2 separate regions of the Mus musculus genome follow, and region 2 is linked to region 1. Evidence: chromatin contacts called from public HiChIP or PLAC-seq data. All regions are on one chromosome and are shown on one strand. The core of a region is the stretch at or near the end of the contact, and the rest is flanking DNA. Distances in the headings are between cores, read along the strand shown.

Region 1 (5,495 bases), core at 1,107-3,606:
GCTGTCTCTGTTTTAATGGAATCTGTCTACAGCCCCATGATCTGTGAGCACGTTCTTCCTACTCATTCAGGTGTTTACTGAGGACCCTGCGATTCAAAGTGCTACGTGGGTGCCATGGGACATGGGATGGGAAGCTGATGTGGGAGTCGTCCTGTAGCAGAAGGAAGCCCACAGACTGGAGACGTTCAGATGGGCTCTGAGGCTGCAGACTAGCTGGAGGACAGGCACATGAAGGAAGCCCTGCCTCTGCTAAGCCTTTACAGCAGAAATCTATTAAAGGTGACTATGGTCATAAAGTTTATGTGACAGTACACTGCCAAAAGATTTTGCAATTTTACATCATTCTTAGTTTTTAATAATTAGAACTGTCGTAATTCCCATGGTGCAAGCTAGCACTCATAAATTCCAGTGGCTTCTCTCTCCACACCCAGGAGGATTTAGAACGTGGGTCATATCGACTTTACGAGCCACAACCTGCAGAAAGTTAGTGCGGAGGTATCTGTCTGGCCACGCTAAGGGGAGCCACGCAGATCCACAGAAAGAAGGTTTTCCTATGACAACTGAGAATTCCAGCTGTTGGTAAAATAAAATGAGACTCCATGCAGCGAACCGGCCTTACCCGTAAACCAGCAGATTCTTCTCTACCCTGAAGCACTCGCTCCGGGCATAGCCCTGAGACTTATCCTGGGGGCGCCGTGGCTTTGCACAAGGCTTTTCTTCGGAGTCGCTTTCCAGGTCGGAGAACTCCATCAGTTCGTCTTCCTTCACTGCGCTGTATAGCCGGGTCTGCTTCCTCACTCGAGGAGTGTCAATAACCAGGTTGTTCTAACGAAAGAGCAAGCATGGTGAGCGTCATACCAACCTTCGGGTCAGATTAGGCAGCAGTCTGGATGGGACTTTCTCACTCACCCTCCCGTTTAAGGCATCGATGTCCAATTCAGCCTTCTTAGCCCACTTCTGCCAGAAATTTGGGTCATCCAAAGAAATGTCTGTCCTATTTCCAGACGCAACAAAGCTGGCCTAAAGGTGGAAAACGTGTGCGTTACTCTGAGATGCGGTTCTCAGAGTCAGGACCCCCGGTAGCCTCTGTTTATCTAGTCACAGTATATGCGTGCTCAGCCTCTGCAAGGCAGTATAGTGGATGGGAGACAGATGACAAGTGCCCCATGTACACTTTTCCACACCTGCCACAGGAGTAGAAAAGTACAAGCAATTGAGAAAGGCCTGGAACTTGGTTCCAGCAAAGTCCTGCTAGGAGCAGATCTAAAAAAAAAATTAGTTTTCTCTAGAAGAAAATGCTTGGACCATATTTTAGAAGACTTGTACAAGAAGAGAGGTGGCAGGAATGTTCATGGCAGAGCCCTGCACAAAGGCCCAGGAGAGGAGCAAGGATGAGGGGCTCGAGGTACAGGAGCCATGGCAAGTTGATGAGGGTGGAGGCCGGAGCAGGGGGCGGGCACGTGTGGTTAGCAGTCTGAGCCCTAGCCCAGGGGAAGCAGGAGCTATTAGAAAATAGGGATAAGTTTAATATGGACATGGCTGTGCCTCGAGTTGCATGGGGGAGAAGTTATAGCGACAGCCACCAGTGAGGTTAGAGCACACTGCTCCAGCAGTTTACACCAGAAATAATGACCAAATATGAAGAAGACTTCCTAAAAAGACCTTCTTCAAAAGGTGAAATTAATAGAGGTAGACATCAGCAGACATGAACAACAAGAGTGAAGAAGGCAGGGAGAACTACCACATCCAACTCTGGCATCTGCATGTTACTCAGAAGGAGAACGTGCGTGCATGCGTGCGTGAAACACGTACGTGTGTCTTACACATGTGTCTTACACATGCTGAGACTGCATGTGAGGACTGAGGAAAGACTGCAAGAGACTGTAACGACATGAGCGTGCAGAGGCCAGAGAAGAACCTCTACAAGCTGGGGCCACGGGGGAGCTCAACTCCTTCCTCACACCACAGACAGCTCAGCTTGAAACAGATCACAAACTAGTTAACATGGTACCTGTGAGGACGAGGGAAAAGCCACCTGAACACACAGGTATGGGAAAGCAACAGGAAGTGATCCATCCAGAAAGAAAACAGGTTCAACAGTTTTAGCCACCGGGGAAACAGAAATTGGAAGAAAACAAACAAACAAGGAATGCTGTCCAGGATGGAGTGAAAAAGGAATTCGTATTCATTGCCAATAGGGACGAAAATTCACAGAGCCACTATGAACGTCAGTGTGGAGCGCCTCAAACCACTAAAAATAGCACTACCATGTCACCCAGCCACGCCACCAGATTGTGTTCTTGAAGGCTGGTCTCTGAGTCAACACACCACAGAGACACTTGCACACCCAAGTTTCACAATAGGCAGGAAATGGAACCAGCCTAGATGTCCAACAACAGAGGAACTGATAAAAGAAGATGTTCTAGCTATACACAGTGGACTTTTATTTAGTTGTAAAGAAAAACAAAATCATGGCACTTGCGAGGAAGTGGATGGAGCCAGAAACCACGGTGTGGAGCAATCTAAGGCAGGCTCAGAGATATAAACACATTTGTTTCACATGTGAACCTGGATGCTATATGTGTGTGTGTAGGCTCCGTCATGAAACGACAGGAAGAGATTTTTAAGCAAAAGGGGAGAAGGAATAATAGGTCTTATGTGATGTGAAGGCAGATGAAGGGGCTTCTGCAGAGTGGAGGGGCCACTGAAGGCAGTAGTTTTTTTTTAGATAAGGGATGCTGTATACAATGACCAGTGGAAGAAGATGGGGGGGGGGGGTTGGAGCCCAGAACTTTCCCCAATTTGTTTAAAAGAGAAACAGAAACAAAGAAACCCAGCCTGTTAGTTCCTTAAATGATAAGCATGCACAGACCTCACTGGGGAGCCAAGAAAGCTAACATCACCTAGAGTTCTGCTTCTGTCGAATGTGCAAGAGAAACGAAAAGACATGTCCAAAAAAAAAAAAAAAAAAAAAAACCCTACTACACTGAAAATCCCAAAGTAAAAATAACCCAAATTTCATCAATTAGCAATTAATAAATGACTGGAGCATTTATCATCACCTGGTCACTGTGTGATACCCGCACAGTAGAACATTGCAAACCATAAAGGAATAAATTATTTGAGGCCAGCCTGGTCTACAGAGTGAGTTCCAGGACAGCCAGGGTTACACAGAGAAACCCTGTCTGGAAAAACCAAACCAAACCAAAACAAAACAAATTATCCATGTATAGTATAAGGGCAAACATGAAAAACATTAATTTTATGAAAGCACTCAAAAGACCACACGTGATATAACTTCACACCGAGTGGTGTTTCCAGGGTGGACAAAGCTATTTAAAAAAAAAGAGCATGCGGTTTGCAGAACTGGGTGAAGCGGGAAGGGTAGGGACTGCCTGCTAATGGGCACAGGGAGCTCTCTGAGGTAGTAGGAACATTCAAAACCTAGCGTTGTGCTAACGGTCACCCCAGCCTATAATATGTCAAAGTGTTGAATTTCATGCTTTACGGCAAGTAAACCAGTTTAGCAAAACTACAAAGTAGAGTGAGCCTTGGTGTGGACAACCCGAATACTAGCAAGTGGGTTTGAGGCGACAGTCAGGGCTCAGAGCAGCTTGGCCTTAGCGGGCTGGCTTGGTGGAAGAGCACACGGTGCCAGCTGTGAGGCAGGCAGTGGCAGGAGCTGGGGTAGAATGCCATGGGCTCATTTTAGCTGTGAGCAGAGCTGTGGAGCCCTAACGAAAGGGGAAAACAAGACAGACTTAAACATGGAGCGACCTGATCATCTTTTCGGGTCGTTTTGGGCACTGGGGTCTGGGAGATTATGAAGAACAAAATTCACACGAGGACTTCATAGCGGGAGCATCGGGAAGAACACAGGAGGACAGGACCATGAGGGACCGCACAGGAGAGAACCCAGCGCACAGAGAACGCTGTGTGTGTTGGGAGGCGCTGGGAAAGTAATAACTAGTCTATAATTCACAATGAAAGGCCAATGTTCTGCATAAGTTCTCTTCATGAGTTCTAGAAGGCTGCACTAAAGACCTGGATTCAAACCTTAGCAAATGTGGAGCCTTTTCCTTCAGACTCAATGGTGATAGTGTGGGTTCGTCGAAGGAGAATCTGGTCAATATCCTCTTCACAAAACTTAGACCCTTCATCTTCTTCATCCATAAGTGCACCATATGCCCCCTTTCGCAGGAGGTCTTCTATTTCCTTCTTGGACAGCTGTTGTACCTTTTCAGAGAAATTTTAAGTATTCAGAGTAATTCAGGCTTAAAACACAAACTAAATGTCTTAAGAGAGTTTACTTATAACAAAGGAAAATACAATAAAATATACTGAGAATCTGAGGTTAAAAAACAGCCAGTGGAGCCGGGCAGTGGTGGCGCACGCCTTTAATCCCAGCACTTGGGAAGCAGAGGCAGGCGGATTTCTGAGTTCAAGGCCAGCCTGGTCTACAGAGTGAGTTCCAGGACAGCCAGGGCTACACAGAGAAACCCTGTCTCGAATAAAACCAAAACCAAACCCAACCCAACCAAACCAAACCAAACCAAAACCACCAGCCAGTGGAGTGTGGTAACACACTCCTTTAAACCCAGAAATCAGGAGGTTAAAAACAGGTGGATCTGCAAGTTCCAGGCCAGCAAGAGCTCATAGTGAGGCCTTGTCTCAAGAAAATAAACAACAAAAAACAATGTCAAATACTTCCTAACAATTAGCTGGATGCAAAAGGAAGGCAGACTGAACGCACAACCTGGGCAGTTTCTTCTTACCCCGTTAGTGGCATTTTCTCTTCCACTCATGGACTGCAACACGGCTTTATCCAGACCCAGCTTCAGACTAGCCTTGTCAAACATCTCCCTTTCATAGGAGTTCCTTGTAATCAGCCTGTAGATTTTCACAGATTTGCTCTGCCCTATTCTGTGGCATCTAGCTTGAGCCTAGAAAGAAAAGGAACCAAAGGCTGCTGCAATGGAGCACAGGACTGTGGAGCACACACAGGTCTGTGTCCTCCCTAATTACGTGGGTTAAAAGCTGATCTCAATGTTAGATTTAGAGATGAGGACTCAGAGGTAATTAGGTCACGAGGGTGGTGCCCTGATGAACAGGATTAGTGTCCTGTAAGAAGCAGCAGGAGGAAGACAGCTGTCTATGCAGCAATAACCTAATCTTGCTGGCATCCAGACCTCACAGTTCAACTCCAGAACCTTGAAAAAGGCATGGATATTGTTTACGCTACCCCATCATAGCATTCTGTTATGGCAGCCAAAGTGATCAACTCAACAAACATGTCTCACCGAGTGTGGTGGCGCACGCCTTTAATCCCAGCACTCGGGAGGCAGAGGCAGGCAGATTTCTGAGTTCGAGGCCAGCCTGGTCTACAAAGTGAGTTCCAGGACAGCCAGGGCTATACAGCAAAACCCTGTCTCTAAAAACAAAAAACAAACAAAACAAAACAAAACAAAAGAACGAAAAGAAACACATGTCTCTCT
Region 2 (5,212 bases), core at 19-2,518, 270 kb before region 1:
CCAACCCTGCCGTGTGTGACAGTTCCGTGGTTATCCCCACTTTACAGAGGTGAGCCAAGTCATCTGGCAACAGCAGACTCCAAACCTGCTCCAGCACCCACCGGGCTTGCCGCCTCAACAGTCTTGGATGTTTGTCTACCTTTCAATAATACGAGAAGCTGATCTGTGCCCTGAGTCTTTTAAAAAGTGAGGCAGCCAGGTTGTTGATTCTAACTTACAGCCTGTATGTGTTGTACTAGCTACAGGACTTCACTTGGCTAAGAATTTCAAGCCTTTAAAGAAAATGTAGTCTGATAGCTCTGTCTACTTGAATTACTCCAAAGCTTTCAAAATGATAGAAATGTTCATTACTGTGCAACCAACATAGCAAACTCTAATAAACTATCTTACAAATACCAAGAGAGAAAACGATAGTCCGACTCTTACCTGCAACCGAAAAGAATTGCACACAGTGTTAGCAAACTTAATAGTGAAATGTAGCAAATTTACTAAAGAATGTAGCAATGAATCTAATACAGCAAGTTCATGGTTTTGTCTGAAAACGTCCTTATGATTAGAGCAGAAATTCACTAGTATGTGTTTGGAAACAGTGTTTGAAACTGCAAGGGTGAGTGTATGTCAGAGGGGGTGACTTTTAATAGCAGTAGTCATCTTGTAGTGGCAATAGGATTGTACAATATCATTTTCTTTTTCCTGTTCCTTAAAAAAAAAACAGCAATTTGAAATATAATGAGAAGATTTCAATCATAAAAGGCAGGCAAGAGAGAAGCAGGCATCTGGTGCACTCCTATCCCACCCGGCATAGGAGAGTCAGAGGTAGGAAGGTTAAGAGTTCAAGACCAACCTCAGCTCCATGGGGAGTTTGAAACTGATGAATCTGCATGAGATCCCTACCTCAGAAGAAAAAGAGCAAAGAATACTGGTCTAGCAAGTGTTACAGCCTAGATGTAGCCCCAGCATGGTGGAGAAGAAAGAGCAATCAAAAACACAAAACGCCTAGGTGGTACTCAATAAGAAATCTGCAGGGTTGACCTTAAGGGACTCCTGTGGTAACTTATAGCAAAATTCATTACCAAGTCTCTTTTAAAGTCTATAAATTTAATGTAACTTCAATCAAAATTCCATATAAATATTTTAATAGCTGTAATATCTTATGGTTGTACTTATGCAAGGCACTTAGAGTCGCCAAGTTCCTAAAGATGCAAAGCGTTTAGGACGGTTGCCAGCCCATGGGGGAGGCAGGAAATAGAGAGGCTTGCCTAATGTGTCCAGAGAAGCAGTTTTGCAAGATAAAAACCGTCTAGACGCTGGTTGCACAACACCGTCAATACACATAACACAACTGAACTTTACACTTAAGAAGTGGTTAACAAGGGAAATTTTAAGCTGTGTTGTTTTAACTTTTGTAAATTAAAAAATTATAATGCCATCGGAGGTTTTTAAACCTTAGAAAATTTTAATCCAAGAAAGGGGGATTCTACCTCCATTGATGGTTATATTTAGTTGGCTTTCCTGGGGATTCTATGAGCAGGAGAATTGGGAGGAGGCCATCTTAGTGGAGTGTGTGGGCAGCCTGGGCCGAAGGGCAGCTCACCAACTGTGCCCACATTGGTTTCTCCTGGATGAATTGTGTCTCCTGGCTGTCAGGACCACTGCCTGCCCCATTGGTAATGTAATGATGGGAGGCAGGATTAACTCCACAAGTGCATTATTTCCCCTTTCTTGGAGGCCTAAAGAGAAAAGAGCAACTGGGGATTACCAGCAGCAACCCCTGTCCCCCACCCCGGGACAATGAAAGAGTTAAGGGAAGCAGTGAGGTGCGCTCTAGTGTCTTTTAAAACGTAGATTTCAAGTAAACAATGAAGTAATTTTTTGTAGAATTGTGTCCTTGTGCAATATTTGCGTAAAGCATCTACACCTATAGAGACATGTCCTTTTCATTTTATTATATATTCTATGGTCTAGTTATATATTAGAACTAAAAATACCTGTTGCACATCCAACGTGGTAAGTTTAGTTGATGTCATATTCTCAGGTTCTAAATTAGAAGGAAGCCTACAGCTAGCCATGATAATCAGCTCCAGGTGCCCAGCACTTTTAAGGAAATATCTTAGGTTAGATCTTTAAAGTGGTATTTTCATTATGTTGCAAAAGAGAATAACAGAGTCTCACAGAAGTTACTAAAAGAATTAATGAGAATCAGATATGGCCTTCACTCTTCTCCATCATAGCAGCTCCTCAGACTGCGCTCTCATCCAGAGGAAATCCCAAATGGAAAAGGATGTGTGCAGATCCTAGGGAGACCCTCTCCTCCTTCAGGCACCTGGTGAAGCAAGCCACCATCTGCCTCTGGATGCACTGTGATCCTGCTTACGGCTCAACAGAGATGAGCACTTTGAAATAAGACGCTGACTTGGGAGCAAGCTTGGCCCCTAACTCAGTGGTTCTGCCTGCCCAGTGCAGAAGAAAGATCTTTCTAACACAGTAAATCCAGATTCCACTTGTAATAAACAGACAGATGCGAGCAGATGTATTACATGGAAGGTTACAAACAGAAGGAAGGGAATCTAAATTAGGACAAAGTAACAATCCTGGGTGGAGATTTGTATTTAATCTGACTAAATCTTTATGGTCTTTGAGGTTCCAACAGCTTCACCTGGGCTTACACGTGAAAGCATAACCAATGACATTTTGTATAAGCAGCCCACAGCAGCTGAGACTCTTCACAGACTAAGAATCAAATACTTAAATTTAGTTTGGAAGTAAAAAAACAAAAACAAAAACAAAAAATCAGTTTCTGACAACAATCTTGCCTAATCTTCATGTTTTCTTCCAAACACTCTTAGGAAGGTACATATTACCCGATGAAAGGCAGATCCCGAGAAAGATGGGGAGGAGACAGATACTAAACAGACAGACACCTTGAGATTAAAATGGACTGCAGTAGAGTTCTGTGGAGCCATCTTATACTAGAATTACAAGATCAACAGTAATGCATGGCTCAGAAAAGTTTGAGTCAGACACCATCACTTTCATAGGAAAGGAGAAACTTAGTTGGAGTCTATTTATCAGCTAACATTGCAAATTTCATTGTACTAAATATTGGGCAGAGGAACTTATTCTGTATTGTTGCCTGATAAATCCCAAATGCCTGAAAGAGTGCTTCCTTTAGACCCTCAATGCCTACTCAACGAATGACTTAGATTCCAGCATGTAAGGCAAAAGAACGTAAAAATCGCTGCTTCACAACGAGGCTCAACGCAAAGGACAAGCTAAGGCGTTAAACTCCGGAGAATGGGAAGATGCTACAAAGATGTTCACGGAACACTCCTGCTTGAGTCCCCTGCTAGAATTTTGGCACCAAGTCACATCATTGGAAAAATGGGGATTGCAAACAAAGGGTAGACTTGTCTTCAAAGAAAATGCCCCACCCTCTCTGGTTTGGACTTTGCTACACTTTGTTTGTGTGCCTCCAAACTCACGTGTTGAAACTAGGCCCCAAGGTAATGACATTGGGGCAGGGCCTTTAGAATGTGAGATCAAGTAGGGGCAACCACCAAGAGCATGGCTAGTGTCCTTCCAAAAGAGGGTGGAAAGATGCCATCACTTCCACCAGGAGAAAAACACTCAGTCTCTGAGCGGTGAGCCGTCATCAGACACAGATACCTCCAGTGTCTTGATGCAGGACTTCCGAGACTTCCGATTTTACGAGCAATGATTTCTGACGTTCGCCAATTACTCAGCAAGGATATTTTGTATAAGCAGCCCAAAGCACCTGAGTCTTCCTAGACTAAGAACCAAATGATAAAATTTAATTTGGTTTGGAAGGGGGGGAAAAAAAGCTCCCTGACAACAATCCTGTCTAATCTTCAGACTGTAACTTGCTAGTCTGTAACTTGAGTTCTGAATTGCCTTCATTTGTATCTGCACTGCTTTATGGAAATAACAGAGTTAGCAGTAGTGCCCAAAGCCCAGCAGGACAATTTCTAAGAGAAGATACTCCCCCTGATTTCAGGGGACATCCGAGGTCCCTTTCTCTGAAATGAGTGTCAGTTGTGGCCTGAGCCTTCCTGCCTGGCGTGTTATCACAGGTAACCGTGCAATCACAAGCCAGCTTGTCACCCGTTCCTTCCAATGAGCCCTGGGAACCTGGCCTTCTGCTCAGCAACGGGCTTCCAAACCCCAAAGCCTGTCTTTTCTTCTCAGTGTAATGGAGAGGCCCAGAGAGCAGAGAGGCGTTGATGCTTATCTCCGAGCTCCACAGTACCTGGAGGCCTAGCCAAGTAAACTTCCACGGCCGAGTCTCTGAAGAATAGAGACGAACGGAACCCAGCTGTCCCTGTGGGTTTCCGTCCAAGCCATCTGCACCCGAGCTGCTTGTCATCCTGCCTGGAGCTCAGAGCTGCCACCCTCCGACGCCTACTCAGGTTCTGGCACCTGCTTCCTGGTCTAATGCACAGGCCTGAGCGCAGAGCTCTTTGTCCAGGTGTCCAATCCTCCTCCGGTACGGCCTTTTGTGCCTTCCAAACCACACCTCTACCTTCTGAAGTTAAGCCCTTTCTAAATATTTTGTTCTCTTTCCCACCTTTTCGGTTTTATCAGAGATCTTTCTCCTGGCTATTCAAGCACTAGCCACCCCACCCCCCCCCCGCGCGCCCCCATGGTGGTGCCTACACGTTGTTGGGATTATGTTATTTTTTCAGCGAGTATTTATGCCCCAGTCTTACTGTTTGTCAGTCCTGGTATTGACTTCATGTTTGAATATAGTTCAACAAGACAAACCCTAACCAAGAGCCCTCAATGCTCCCGCTAGAGCACTCATCTGCTCAACTGCTGAAGGGAGGGGCGTAAGAAGCGAGGAGAGACAGGACAAATGGTGCCAGCATCTAACACTGGCTCAGCAAGCCAAGGCCAGCTCACCTGCAGGAACTGCAACAGGATCAGGAAAGCATCCTAGACCCCAGGTGCAAGGAAGTAAAACTCAAAGTGGAGAAATAATTGCGTTTAGGTTGCTGTGGGTCATACACCACAGCTGCCCTTTGTGCTTTGGCCTATCCTGTCGTCCTGTAGTTGCTGATCCCAAAGTGTTTGGAGTTTGAAGATCTCTCTCTCCCCACTCCCTCCCCCTCTCCCTCCACCCCTCCTCTTTGGGACATTCTACATGAAAATGGTTATTTTTAATATTAAGAAAATGTATTCAAAAGTAAATAGA

The links. HiChIP or PLAC-seq counts read pairs in DNA pulled down with a chosen protein or histone mark.
Region 2: a contact with region 1 is called in an H3K27ac HiChIP or PLAC-seq map of microglia, with 5 times the contacts expected there. The contact joins two enhancer-like sites. A contact is called at or near these places in 8 of 484 Hi-C or Micro-C datasets (CD8 T cells, gonadal supporting cells, liver and 4 more), 8 of 115 datasets of contacts at active chromatin or transcription factors (CD8 T cells, the HPC-7 cell line, T-cell acute lymphoblastic leukemia and 5 more) and 4 of 9 other capture datasets (adipose tissue, bone marrow-derived macrophages, liver and 1 more).

What each region holds. Positions count from the first base shown.
Region 1 is chr4:8,839,837-8,845,331 of GRCm38.p6, reverse strand. It overlaps Chd7 (chromodomain helicase DNA binding protein 7), which reads right to left. Exons shown (of 38, transcript NM_001277149.1): 18 at 4,776-4,943; 19 at 4,057-4,236; 20 at 910-1,020; 21 at 620-825. Among named protein-coding and RNA genes, the nearest start is that of Gm46842, 68 kb to the left of the region's middle. Within about 2 kb of position 2,356, at least 128 of the 459 cell types and tissues checked have an H3K27ac peak or open chromatin away from gene starts, as enhancers often do. A contact at or near this core is called in acute myeloid leukemia, adipose tissue, bone marrow-derived macrophages and 1 more, where this site is marked.
Region 2 is chr4:9,106,612-9,111,823 of GRCm38.p6, reverse strand. No RefSeq gene overlaps it. Among named protein-coding and RNA genes, the nearest start is that of Gm50597, 12 kb to the left of the region's middle. Within about 2 kb of position 1,268, at least 38 of the 459 cell types and tissues checked have an H3K27ac peak or open chromatin away from gene starts, as enhancers often do. A contact at or near this core is called in acute myeloid leukemia, adipose tissue, bone marrow-derived macrophages and 1 more, where this site is marked.